2 separate regions of the Zea mays genome follow, and region 2 is linked to region 1. A link is a contact called in public Hi-C data. All regions are on one chromosome and are shown on one strand. The core of a region is the stretch at or near the end of the contact, and the rest is flanking DNA. Distances in the headings are between cores, read along the strand shown. Region 1 holds the start of LOC100191440. Region 2 holds the start of LOC103641584 (farnesylated protein 3).

Evidence for each region. A called contact is a pair of places that touch in the nucleus more often than the background predicts.
Region 2: a contact with region 1 is called in a Hi-C map of endosperm, with 2.3 times the contacts expected there. The contact joins the promoter of LOC103641584 here to the promoter of LOC100191440 in region 1. A contact is called at or near these places in 8 of 25 Hi-C or Micro-C datasets (bundle sheath, ear, endosperm and 4 more).

The regions. Positions count from the first base shown.
Region 1 is chr10:112,094,089-112,100,279 of Zm-B73-REFERENCE-NAM-5.0, forward strand. LOC100191440 reads left to right here and starts at 2,882. Exons shown (of 1, transcript NM_001136873.1): 1 at 2,882-5,125. The coding sequence starts at 3,012. The coding sequence ends at 4,637.
Region 2 is chr10:112,273,984-112,280,050 of Zm-B73-REFERENCE-NAM-5.0, forward strand. LOC103641584 (farnesylated protein 3) reads left to right here and starts at 3,599. Exons shown (of 5, transcript XM_008664923.4): 1 at 3,599-4,299; 2 at 4,441-4,690; 3 at 5,029-5,273; 4 at 5,401-5,488; 5 at 5,610-6,067. The coding sequence starts at 4,291.

The sequences.
Region 1 (6,191 bases), core at 1,632-4,131:
GCACTTTTCACTTTTTGGTCATTGGGTGAGCAGCTGTCATCAGCAATTCCAGCTCCAACTCTTTCAAGTTCATCCCTAAGGAGCACCATCTTGCTGCTGCAGTTCCATAACCGCAAGAGCACATCATTACACCCCTCACCATTTTTGAAGTGTGATAACGTTCTGTTACAGACTCTAGGTGCCTGGAGATCTTCAGGGCAGGCTACCCTTATGTTGGTCCATATCATCTGCTGTCTTCTGGGTGCAGCTTCAGGTCAAGGCTGTGGGTTTTTTTTTTGCAAGTTCATAAGGCAAATCCTCATGTTCTTTACTTTGCAAGCTCAAACAAATACTCCATATCACGTATGAACCAGTTGCAGGAATCACTCTGTCTGTGAATTGCTGTTAATACTGGCAGAAGAAATGTCAAACAGTGTTAGTACTTGCCCTTAGATATTTTGTGCTAGTGCTGTTTATTTTATTATTGTATTCCTTTTTTCAGATACCAGTACAGAAGAAGAAAAAAAAGTGCTGGTGAGTGATGATGTAGAGAGGAATGCTTAAAGAATAGTAACAAGGGGAGTGGGTCCCACACTTGGGAAAAGGGGGTTCTCACACAGCCATATGTACACAAGGTATCTTCTCCGGTGGAGGGGGGAAATAGGAGTGAGAGGAACCTTTTTATGGCTGATGCTGTGATTTTAACCCTAAGCATTATTGCATGGGAAATTCCTGATATGTCCCTGGCATTTGGTTGTTCTAACATCAGCACCAGGTTACCCCTACTGCTGTGATTTTACACAATAGCCCCTGATAAAGTGTCACGTACACTCGTATATAGGACTAGTATATCACATATCTGTACGCAAGCAAATTACCTCCTGAGTGCCTTTTGTATGTCCGAAGTGATGTGTCCCGTGGGGCCCACCAGGAGGACATTAGAGCCATTTCCCGTATTGAGTGCCCTTTGTGCTGGGCTCAAACCTCCAGCTAAAACACAAATCATGGTCTCTAAATAAATTCGGCAATTATCTTTTTTTGCTTTTATACACGCGTATTTTTGTGAAACAAAGGAAAAAGTTGGAAATCCCGAGAAAGCCCCTGAGTTAGGGATTGAACCCGTTGTTTGGGGCTGCACTGTTACCAGAATTAATTTGAGGCGCCGAATAGGGGCAAAGTTCGAAACTTTTGGAGCAAACAAAAAACAGAGATGGAATAATTTATTTCCTTTTTACAGGACACACATGACCTGACCTACTCTTTTTCTACTCCTACTGCTGCTGCAGCAGCTACATTACCCTTCTCAGCACATTGCTATTGTGTATTGCAAAATTTTGGAGGCTTTGACTAAAAAAGCTTCGTTTTTTCGAGCTTGCTCCTCCCCCGAAAAAAAAATCGGGGCCCAAAAAGTTCGCAATTCTGGGGGCTCCCGTGGCCGCAGGTCCGCCCGAATTAGCGCGCCTCTCGGAGATGATCCTGCGCCGGTGAGTTCCCAGTAGATCCCTCCCGCTGTCAGCTTCTGGTTGAGGTGCGTCTCGCCGCCGGCCGCGGCCTGGCGCGGCAGATCTGGCGGGTGCCTAGGGTTTGGGTCCGGCTCGCCGGGAGTCCCCGATTCGTGGCCTCCTGGAACCGGTGGCGGCGCTGGGTTAGTTCCTTGTCTTCTTGAGGTCGTGGATCACGCGGATCGAGGCGTTTCTTGGCTCGATTCGTGCTGGGGGTTTTGCGAGGTGCTCGTGAACTGGTTTCAAGGTGCCTTCTAGGGGCTTGGTTTGTCCATTTCGCTGGGGTTTTTTTTTTTGACATGCTATTGCGGGTGGGTTCAAGATTTGTGGACTCGCGTAGAAAGTTTGGATCTTTTGTTCCACTTGCTCTTATGAAAGACACGATTTTTGTTGTGGGTATTGTTGGAGTTGCGTGATCTGCTTAGCTTAGCAGCTGCAGATCAAAGATGGAATGCTGAGTAAGGATGCTCGGGAGTCCGAATTTAGTGAAGTGAATCTCAGTGCCGCTTAGTGGTTTGATGGGAGTGCATGCTCTGTCCGAGCTGAAGTTAATACTGTGAAATGTCAGTTCTCTATGAGATAGAACTATCGATGAGTATGGTTTTACTGAAGCGCTCACTTCTAGATTATTTTGGATCTGAAATGATTAGTTCAAACGTGGTAGCTTACTTTTCTGGGACTTCTTCAGTGCTTGTTTACATACTGCTTGGTTTCTCACTTCAGTGCTCTTATTCAGTCCTTTTGTAATATGTACTGTTGCATCACAGAGTTCTTTCATTTTGATGTTGTTGTTGAGATTTCTAACCTAGTTGTACTTAACTGCAGGCAAAGGCAATGAAGATCTCTAATCTGGATGCACACTTAATCTTGTCCAGCTCTTGATCAGTTGATCTTGTGCTTTGCTGCTCCTGCTCAAGTTAATTTGTTGGCCAATCAAGTTCAGAGGCGCAGATGAGTGAGGAGTACAATATGGATGATGCCCTAAAAGCCAAAAATGTTGCTGAGACCAAGTTCCATGCCCGTGACATCAGGGGTGCTCGGAAGTACGCACTCAAGGCCCAGAATCTCTGCCCGACACTTGAAGGCATATTGCAGATGGTCTCAACGCTTGAAGTTCATCTTGCAGCTGAGTCCAAGATTGATGGAGAGAGTGACTGGTATCGGATATTGTCTCTAGGCGCCTTTGCAGATGAAGAGGAGGTGAAGAAGCAATACAGGAAGCTAGCTCTGCTGCTGCACCCTGACAAGAACAAATCAGTTGGTGCTGAGGAGGCCTTCAAACTGATCTCTGAGGCGTGGAGTGTGTTGTCAGATACTAGCAGGAAGGTGGTTTATGATGAGAAGAGAAGAAATCATTCTGTTGTCAATGTAACCAATGGTATCTATACTTATGATAAGAAGGCAAACAAGAGGGCTCGAAAGAATGCCGCTGCTGCAGCTGCTGCCGCCGCCGCTGCTGCAGCCGCAGCTGAGACTACCACTCATCCTGTTGGGGTTGATACATTCTGGACATCTTGCAACCGCTGCCGGATGCAGTATGAGTACCTAAGAATTTATCTTAATCATAACCTGCTGTGCCCAAATTGCCATAATGCATTCTTGGCAGTGGAGACTGGGTTCCCATGCAACGGAAGCAGTTCATCATTCTCCTGGTCAACCAAGCAGCAGCCACAGCAGAACCACAATTCAACCAAGCATTCATATGGCTCAACAAGCAGGACTTCTAGCATCCCTGGGACAGGGCATGGGGGGTACCAGCAAGATAATGCTTATGATTCCTACAACAATCAAGGCTTCCAGTGGAATCAGTACTCCAAGACAACACCTGCAGCTGGTACCAATGCTTATGGTACACATGCCTTGGAGAAACAGAGAAAGAAGCATGATGAGAGCTACAGCTACAACTATTCTGAAAGCGGCAACTTATATGTCCATGAGAAAGCTGCTTCAAGGCGTGGTCGCTTCTCAAAGCGGAGAAGGCATAATTACGATACTTACACTACTGTGGATTTTGGTGGCGATAACAAAGAAACAGTTGCCGCAAGCACAGAACCAACTGCTGTTTTCACTGATGTGGGACGGGTCAACGGTACTTCAGCGGAAAGGTTTAGATCTGCAGTGAGTGGAAGAAGAGCAAATGTTCTTGGTGAGATTACCCAGATTGATACACGAAGTCTACTTCTTGAGAAAGCCAAGGCAACTGTCCGCAAAAAATTGCAGGAGTTAAACATTACATCATCTTCACGATTTGCAGAGAGAAGAGGATCTGAAGGAAAGCTAAATCCTTGTGGCAACAACATAAAGGTCAATGGTGTCCTCTCTGACAAACCTGGCAAGGGAGTCAAGCTATGTAGCTCAAGAAGCATAGAAATCCAAGTGCCTGATACTGATGACAAGAATCCAGAGCAGCGCCGTGTACCTGTGTCAATTGACGTCCCAGACCCCGACTTCCATGATTTCGATAAAGATCGAACAGAGAAGGCATTTGACAGTGATCAAGTGTGGGCTACATATGACAGCGAAGATGGCATGCCTCGCCTATATGTAATGGTTCAGAAAGTTCTTTCGATGAGGCCTTTCCGGATCCGCATGAGCTTTCTCAACTCAAAGTCAAATATCGAACTGGCACCTATAAGCTGGGTTGCCTCCGGTTTCCAGAAGACATGTGGCGATTTCAGGGTTGGGAGATATCAGGTCAGCGAAACGGTCAACATATTTTCACACAGAGTGAGCTGGACTAAAGGTCCCCGAGGCGTCATCAGGATTGTTCCCCAGAAAGGGGATACATGGGCCTTGTACCGCAACTGGTCTCCTGATTGGAATGAGCTTACACCCGATGATGTGATATACAAGTATGAGATAGTAGAAGTCGTTGATGATTTCACCGAGGAGCAAGGGCTGACCGTCATCCCGTTGCTGAAGGTTGCCGGATTCAAAGCTGTCTTCCACAGACACATGGATCCCAAGGAGGTCAGGAGGATACCGAAGGAAGGGCTGTTCCAGTTCTCACATCGAGTTCCTTCTCGTCTTCTGACCGGTGAAGAAGGCAACAACGCCCCGAAAGGTTGCCATGAGCTGGACCCCGCCGCAACTCCAGTGGACCTTCTTAAGGTTATCACGGAGCTCAAGGAAGATGCGGTGGGCGCAGACTGCTAAATAGGAGAAGGGGGCAACTCTGAACACTGAAGATAGGTAGCTGGATGTCTGGACGATCAGATCCCACTTGGTTAATGACACGGTGCAAGCACATGATGGTATCTAAAGCTCTACTACGTCATCTTATTTTTGGCTGATGACTTGGACAATACTGCCAGGGCAAGCAGCCTGCGTGACGGAGTTCTGACCCTTTTAATTCTTAGGCATTTCTAACATTTGATTTCATCTCTACACGAACTGATTAAATGGCCATTGGGAGGAGACTGCACACGGCATCATCGGTGAGGAGGTTAGTCGACGGGAGGTTGTTTACTTGTTTGTGTTGCCGCTCTGTAATGTACTGTAGGAGGCAAGTCTGAGTCGAGGGACAAGAGCTGCAAGGCTTGGCTTGCCCGTGTACCCCGCATTTGTGTACCCTGTTTTTTTACTTGTGATGTTGTATTTCCTTCGGTTTTATAGTAATTCATCGCCATGATGTTGAACCTGATAAATTGTAGACTCTGAACTCTGGTAACCATGTCGGAAAATCTAGCGGCTTTATCTAGTGGATGCTTCTGTCTTTCACCCTGCACTGTTTGGTTGGGTGCCATACTTGGACCAAATCTTATACCCAAGAATGTGATTCTGGTGTCATGTGGATTGTACCACTGCGCAGCCATGCTTGTGTATTTATTTGGTTGTGAGTTGCTGCTGCCCCTGCAAATATCCAAGTAGATATGCACTCACGGCACGGTATGATGTGATTTTCTGCTGCTTGGTAGGTGGTGTGGTAAACGAAAATACGAAGAAAACTAAGGCCATCTTTGATTGCAATAGAGTTAATAATTAGGTGGCTAAAACAATATTAGTGAAATTAGCTGGCTAATAATAACTAGCTAATTTTTAGTTGACTTAGGGGATGTATGAATGCACTAGAACTAATAGTTAGTTGACTAAAAATTGTTGTTAGAATTAGCTAGCTAACAAATAACTACCTAACTATTACTAATTTACCAAAAATAGCTAATAGCTAAACTATTAGATAGTGTTTGGATGCCTCAACTGATTTTAGTCACTAACTATTAGCTCTAGTGCATTCAAACACCCCCTTAGCCGGATAGTTAAAGATATAACTAAGGCCTCGTTTGGCAGAGCTCCGCTCCGTAATTCTCTAGCTCTAAGAGCTAATTCTCTAACAGAGTAATTCCAAATGATTCTCGAGTAGAACTGAATTTATTTGACGAAAACTGTTTGACAAATTATGCGTGAAGTGATTCCTGAGGGGTTGGAGTGTAGGGAGCATGTTGGGAGCAGCGGGAAGCAGGTTTTTTTAGCTCTCATTCTCTAGTACAAAATAGAGACTAGATTTACTTCTTCCACGATGGAGACTAGATTCACTTTACTTTATAAACAGTGCAGTCTAAATCGAGGGAGCTGTGGCGGTTCACTGTTGACATCTGCTAGCGAGGGAGCGTTGTAGCGGATGCCGTTGCAGCCTTAGGGAGCTTCTGTAGCCACCACATCAAGGGGAGGGGGCTGTCTGGCGGATGCCGCTGCGGACAGCCTAACAATGTT
Region 2 (6,067 bases), core at 2,349-4,848, 180 kb after region 1:
CTACCACAGGGTCCTTGGCCATATGGCACACAACCAACACCTCGTCGGGCACGTGTGATCTCATTGCCTGAGGCCTAGCAGCAAGAGGCAAAGCACCTCTAGGCATCGCAATACATCTTTGAGCAAGAAAATCATGAACACCATGGGAGGGGCAATTTGTGTTCCTTCTACTCGACCCAGAAACCCGTCGCTCATCTCTGTTCCTCCTAAAGCAGAAAGCAGCCAAATTACCCTCCCTTTCATAATAGTCATAGTGAAATCTCACCTCTCTCTTAGGTGGAGTCTGTTTGTGAGTTTTGGGCTTTTTAGGTGGTTGAGGGGCTCTAGGAAGGGGATCACTAGATATGTCGGGAAGGGTATCAAGTGTGTTCCTGAGGTGGTAAGGTTTTGAAACCCACACTTGCTTTTTATGAGGGGTTCTCATAGGCTGCTCAATCATACCATGTCTCTCAGGGGTGATAGACTTAGATGGAGTGATTTTGATAAGCTTAGGAGTGGCTGAGGGTTTCAAGGTTTCAAGCCACTCCACTAACCAACCTTGCCAAACTGAACATCACTCCCAGACCTAGAAGCAAAGAGTATTCTCAGTCCGCCAGTTCTCCTCTTGAACTAACTGACCACCATGCCCAATTGAGGCTCACTACACGACACCCAACTCAAGATCAATCGACTCCGATCCCTTAGTCAAGTTCCAGCACTCGTCCTTCACCACTCCCGGTCCATCGACCCGAGACGCTACCTATTGGCAATCACTCATCATCAATTCGAACCATAAGGGAAAAGTCAGCCTTGTGTTCGCAAAGGCTCATTATGGTTTCTTGTTTTCATTTAATCTATGAAATTAGCTTGGCATACGAGGCATCTGTGTGTACTTTAAATGTCATTATGTTTAAACTTTGTTGGGTGTGTTTAAAGATCCGGGCATTGTTGCGTCTGACGGGAAGCTCAACGAGAGTCCAATTCAAGCCTGTGCATACCATCTAAAGGAGTCGTTGCCACTAGACCTCCCCAATAAAGCTTTTGAGTTTAAAAGGATGTGCGGACTTTGTGGCGGAGGCTTATTTGCCTTTTTCATTAGATTCTGTCTTTGTTGTGTTGAGTAGCTTTTTTGTTGGTTGCTCGTGTTGTCGGCTGTTGTGTGCTCCTGTTGCTAGAGTGTTGTTGTTGTTGGTAGGGTTGGTGTAGTTTTTTGCTCTAGCAGTTGTTTTTTGTTGTAATCCTCTTTGGGAGGTTGTTGATTGCCAATTTTGGGCTCTTCTCTTTTATCAATATAATCGACAGCTCTCCTGCTCGGTTAGTTTCAAAAAAAAGCTTTGTGTGCTACTTATTTACGTGTGTGCAGAGCCTAGCTAATTTATATACTCGTGACTTTTGCTAGGTGCTACACGTATGTGGATTTATATGCAATCTGTGAAGGTAGTCGATGCATATACGGATGAGGCAGCAAGTAGTACTGGGCCTCCGAGTGAGCCATGGGCCTATAAGGCCAGAGATTCCCCTGGCGATGGAAGGAAAAAAGCTACGGTTATAGGATGGACTTGCAGCAGTTGGGTTCGGCACAGAGGACAGCAGAGGACGAGGGCTGATTCCCAGTCCCAGAGCAGCATCTGGTTGGCGCCGCGGCACGCGCGATTGGCTCTTGTCATTGTCCACACAACCCATTTTCAATTTCGCAAGATCGATGTATAGAATTATGTATAAAAGAGATGTTTTTTTCTTCTTTTTTTCATTCAAAAGCTGTCTCCAACCGGCCATGCAAAGTAATATTTTACAACTATCTGTTCGAAGAGTTTAAGTTTAAAATAAAAAATGAGATAAGGATCATAATGCCGGTTAATCAAGGCAACTCACCTTGCCTTGCCTCGTCTCTGAAATTAACCACATCCGCAAAGCAGCTGGCTGGCTCTGTGCCCAATCTGCACGACGATCTCCTGCATTTATACCATATATCCACGCATGGTACGTACGGACGGTGTATGCTACCAGCAGTCTCTTGAAGAGGGCTTCTGGGTGGTAATGACCGGTAAATCTTAGACTATAAGCTGTCTCCATATTTATCCTCTATATTTATCCTCTATATCTGTCCTTTACAGTCTCCTCTAAAAGATTTCATCCTCTATATCTCATTTCTCTCCAACAACGTCCTCTAAATCACGTCCTCTATACTCAAATACTCATATTAAAGACATTTTTTAATTTTATTTTTTGTACATACGTATTTATCATACTCTCAAATGTATTGTACATATTTTAGTTTTGCTAAACCGGTTATTTAAAGTAGTCAAATGGATAGAGGACCGTTTAGAGAAACTCTTATAGATCAAGCATGCATACATAAGAGGGCTTCTGGGTGGTAATGACCGGTTGATCGTAGATACTACTCGTTCCATCCTAAATAAGTTTGGACATAACCTATGTCCAATAAATATATAGCAAATTAAGACTACGTATCTAATAGATCAAGCATGCATACATAAATTTAGAATAGATTGGAGGGAGTAATAATTGGCTGTTTCGATATAAGGCAGTGTTTGGTTGAAGAGCCAAGTAGAACGGAGCCGTTCTGTCCCAGTTTTATTGTTGTTTGGTTACAAAGTAAATAGAACGGAATGGCTCCAATTAGGGAATATTCTCCTCAGATCCGGAATCATTCCGCTCCAAAAAATCAACCGGATGGAGCCGCTCCGTTCCTATCCCGCTCTCACAGTCACGCTCTGTTCCGTTCACTCTACAACCAAACAAAAAACAGATTCGTTCTGTTCCAGATTACCAAACACAGAACAGAGCGGCTCCGTTCCTAGAATTATGGATGGAATGACGTTCTACTTGGCTCCTCAACCAAACACTACCTAAACGAGCCGGGTCTAGCTATTTAATTTGTTTGCTGGATATTTGAACTAGTTAGATACATACATGCATGCATCCCACCAGTGACCAAAAACAACAGTATCGTCCCACCTAGTGCTGAATGAATCTGCGTGCGTACCAGATAGCTTGTGTGCTATCTACATCTTCTTCTTCTTCTTTTTCTCCTTTCGTGTCTGCACGATCGATGCATGCATGGCAGACAGCTGGTTGGTGGAGATACATGTGTGTTGATGAGTCATGCTTATTAGCCTGGCGAAGCAATACTAGAGCAAAAGACATAAACCGACGATGTGCTTTAGTTAACGTAATGCTTAGTAGCGTGTGGCGAGAGAAGGAAACGACGCACAAACTAAAGGCACTTTCTACACAAAATACGACGTGGCGAGATAACGCGGCGCGTCCTCGCCAGCAAAGCCTAGATAGATAGATAGATAGATAGATAGATAGATAGATAGATAGATAGATAGATAGATAGATAGATAGATAGATAGATAGACGCTGCAGCTGCAAAAAAAAAAGTCACTTTGAGAAATAAACCGACCGAGCAAGTCACGTGGCAAGGAAGCCTCCGTGCATATTTTGTAGGTTTGTGTCACCCAACGGGGGCAGTACTGTGGCGTGTGCAAACCTATCTGAAGCAAAAAAAAAAAAGTCACCCCATGGTACAAAACAAACATGGTACCGCAAAATCGTTGTTATCTTTTTCGTCCTCTTAAAACTAGCTTAGTAAGGCGAATATTTGGCCTGGCATCCCTGTGCTTGCATCCAAACGTACCCTTGATGCCTGGCACTCTCTGGCAGGCAAGTGCGCATGCCTACGAGCGCACAAAGAGCCCTAGAAAACTGAAGTCTTGCGGAGTAGTACATCGCAGTAATACATTCGGCTTGTTCGCTGCGGCTTGCTGCGGCTGCAATCCGGCTGCGGCTGCGGCTTCTACAGTATTTTTCTCTCTATGGATTGCAGCTGCAGCAATCCAAACAGCTGCAACAGTGTCGGCTTGTAGCCAGCCGAACACGCCCATTGACTCACAGAATCCGCAGGCCCTCCGTGCAGTAATTTCTTACAGCTACCTATACGTACACGGCGGTGCAGGGTGCTCCCAGAAGAATACAGTGTGCTACGGCACTCTACTTCCCAAGAGAGAGTGAGAGGGCGGCAAGGGAGGGACGTGGAGAGAGAGGAAGAGATGCCGAACGAAATCATTTCATTTTCCGTGCGGATCTTGCGGGCCTCCGTGGCTGGCGGCGCCTACCACCAGACACCCGCTAGGCCGCTACATAAGGCGAGCCCCCCATCCCCACTTGCTGCCCCCTCAATCCCTCATAGTCAGTCATAGAGCGAGAGGAAGAGGCGCGCGTGGGTGCAGTGCAGACGTGCGGGGCAGAGCACAACAGCAGCGGATCCGGGGAGGGAGGGAAGCCATGGGCGAGGTGAGTTCGGCCGTTGTTCCCGTCTGGGGCGGGAGCCGAGGACGGACGGCGCTTCCCATCTCCTCCCGCCGGGCGTCCGGTCGGGTCGGCCGTCTCGTCTCATCCTGACGCTAGCTTCGTACTGCCGTTGCCTGCTTGCAGGAGGCGGCCAAGAAGGAGGAGGTGGAGAAGCCCAAGGAGGCCGCGGCGGCAGAGGAGAAGAAGAAGGACGACAAGCCCAAGGAAGTAGGCGGCGGCGGCGGCGGCGAGAAGCCCAAGGACGGGGAGGAGGAGGAGAAGAAGAAGGAGGACGCGCCCCCGCCTCCGCCACCGGAGGAGGTCGAGATGCGGGTCTACATGCACTGCGAGGGGTGCGCCCGCAAGGTCAAGAAGATCCTCAGGCGCTTCGACGGTAATGCTGATGCTGTCCTGTCCTCTGCTGCCCCTACCCCTCTGCTGTCCTACTACTATCTCTACGTGTCCATCGGTTTTCTTCTTTGTTGTTGTAGTATTAAACACGCGTGATTGCACGATGTGATTGAGATTTCAGAATATTCTGTCTCTCTCTCACTCTCACTCTCACTCTTTTTAAAAAAAAAATCAATCCAGATTAGGGACACTTGCTTCAAAGGTTATATTCTTGGAAGAATTAGTGTGATTCATGGCAGCTTCTCAGAGCGCCCAAGAGAATGGCACGCATCTGAACTGAAATGGAAACTGTGCTGTGCTGTGCTGTCACCACCACTGCAGGAGTGGAGGATGTGATCGCCGACTCCAAGGCGCACAAGGTGCTGGTGAAGGGGAAGAAGGCGGCCGCCGACCCCATGAAGGTGGTGGAGCGCGTGCAGAAGAAGACCGGCCGCAAGGTCGAGCTGCTGTCGCCGATGCCGCCCCCGCCGGAGGTGGAGGAGAAGAAGGAAGATGAGGCGGAGAAGAAGAAGGACGATGAGAAGAAGGCAGAGCCCGAGCCGCCGAAGCCGGAGGAGAAGAAGGAGGTGAGATCGAAAATCACAGCCTGGTGGTCTGCATTTGGCCCCCCGAAACTGCATCGGTTCCATGCTCCATGGAACAGAGGCTGATGTGAGGATTTTTCGTTTTTTTTTCTCTTTTTTCTTGTTGAAGCCGCCGGTGATCGCTGTGGTGCTGAAGGTGCACATGCACTGCGAGGCGTGCGCCGAGGGGATCAAGAAGAGGATCCTCAAGATGAAAGGTGGGTGCTCTGCTCTCCAACATAACTCCTCCACCCACCTGCTTGACCAAGAATTAACTAGTAGTCCCTGCTCTGAACCACAAATGTACGTATGTATGTATGGGTATGGCTGTGCATGCAGGCGTGCAGTCCGTAGAACCGGACCTCAAGGCGTCGGAGGTGACGGTGAAGGGCGTGTTCGAGGAGTCCAAGCTGGCGGAGTACGTGTACAAGCGCACGGGCAAGCACGCGGCCGTCGTCAAGTCCGAGCCGGCCCCGGCGCCGGAGGGCGGCGGCGGCGACAAGGCGGCCAAGGAGGAGGAGGAGAATAAGAAGGATGCAGGCGGTGCCGGAGGCGAGGAGAAGAAGGACGGCAAGGAGGAGGAAGAGAAGAAGGATGGCGGCGAGAAGAACGAGGAGAAGAAGGACGGCGGCGACGGAGACGGCGACAAGAAGGACGAGGCCGGCGACAAGGACAAGGACCCGGCCGCCAGCCTGTACATGCACTACCCGCGGTTCCCGTTCGCTGGAGGGTACTACCAGCCGCCGGCCTACCCGCCACCTCCGGGGTACCCGTACGCCTACCAGCCGGCCTACCCG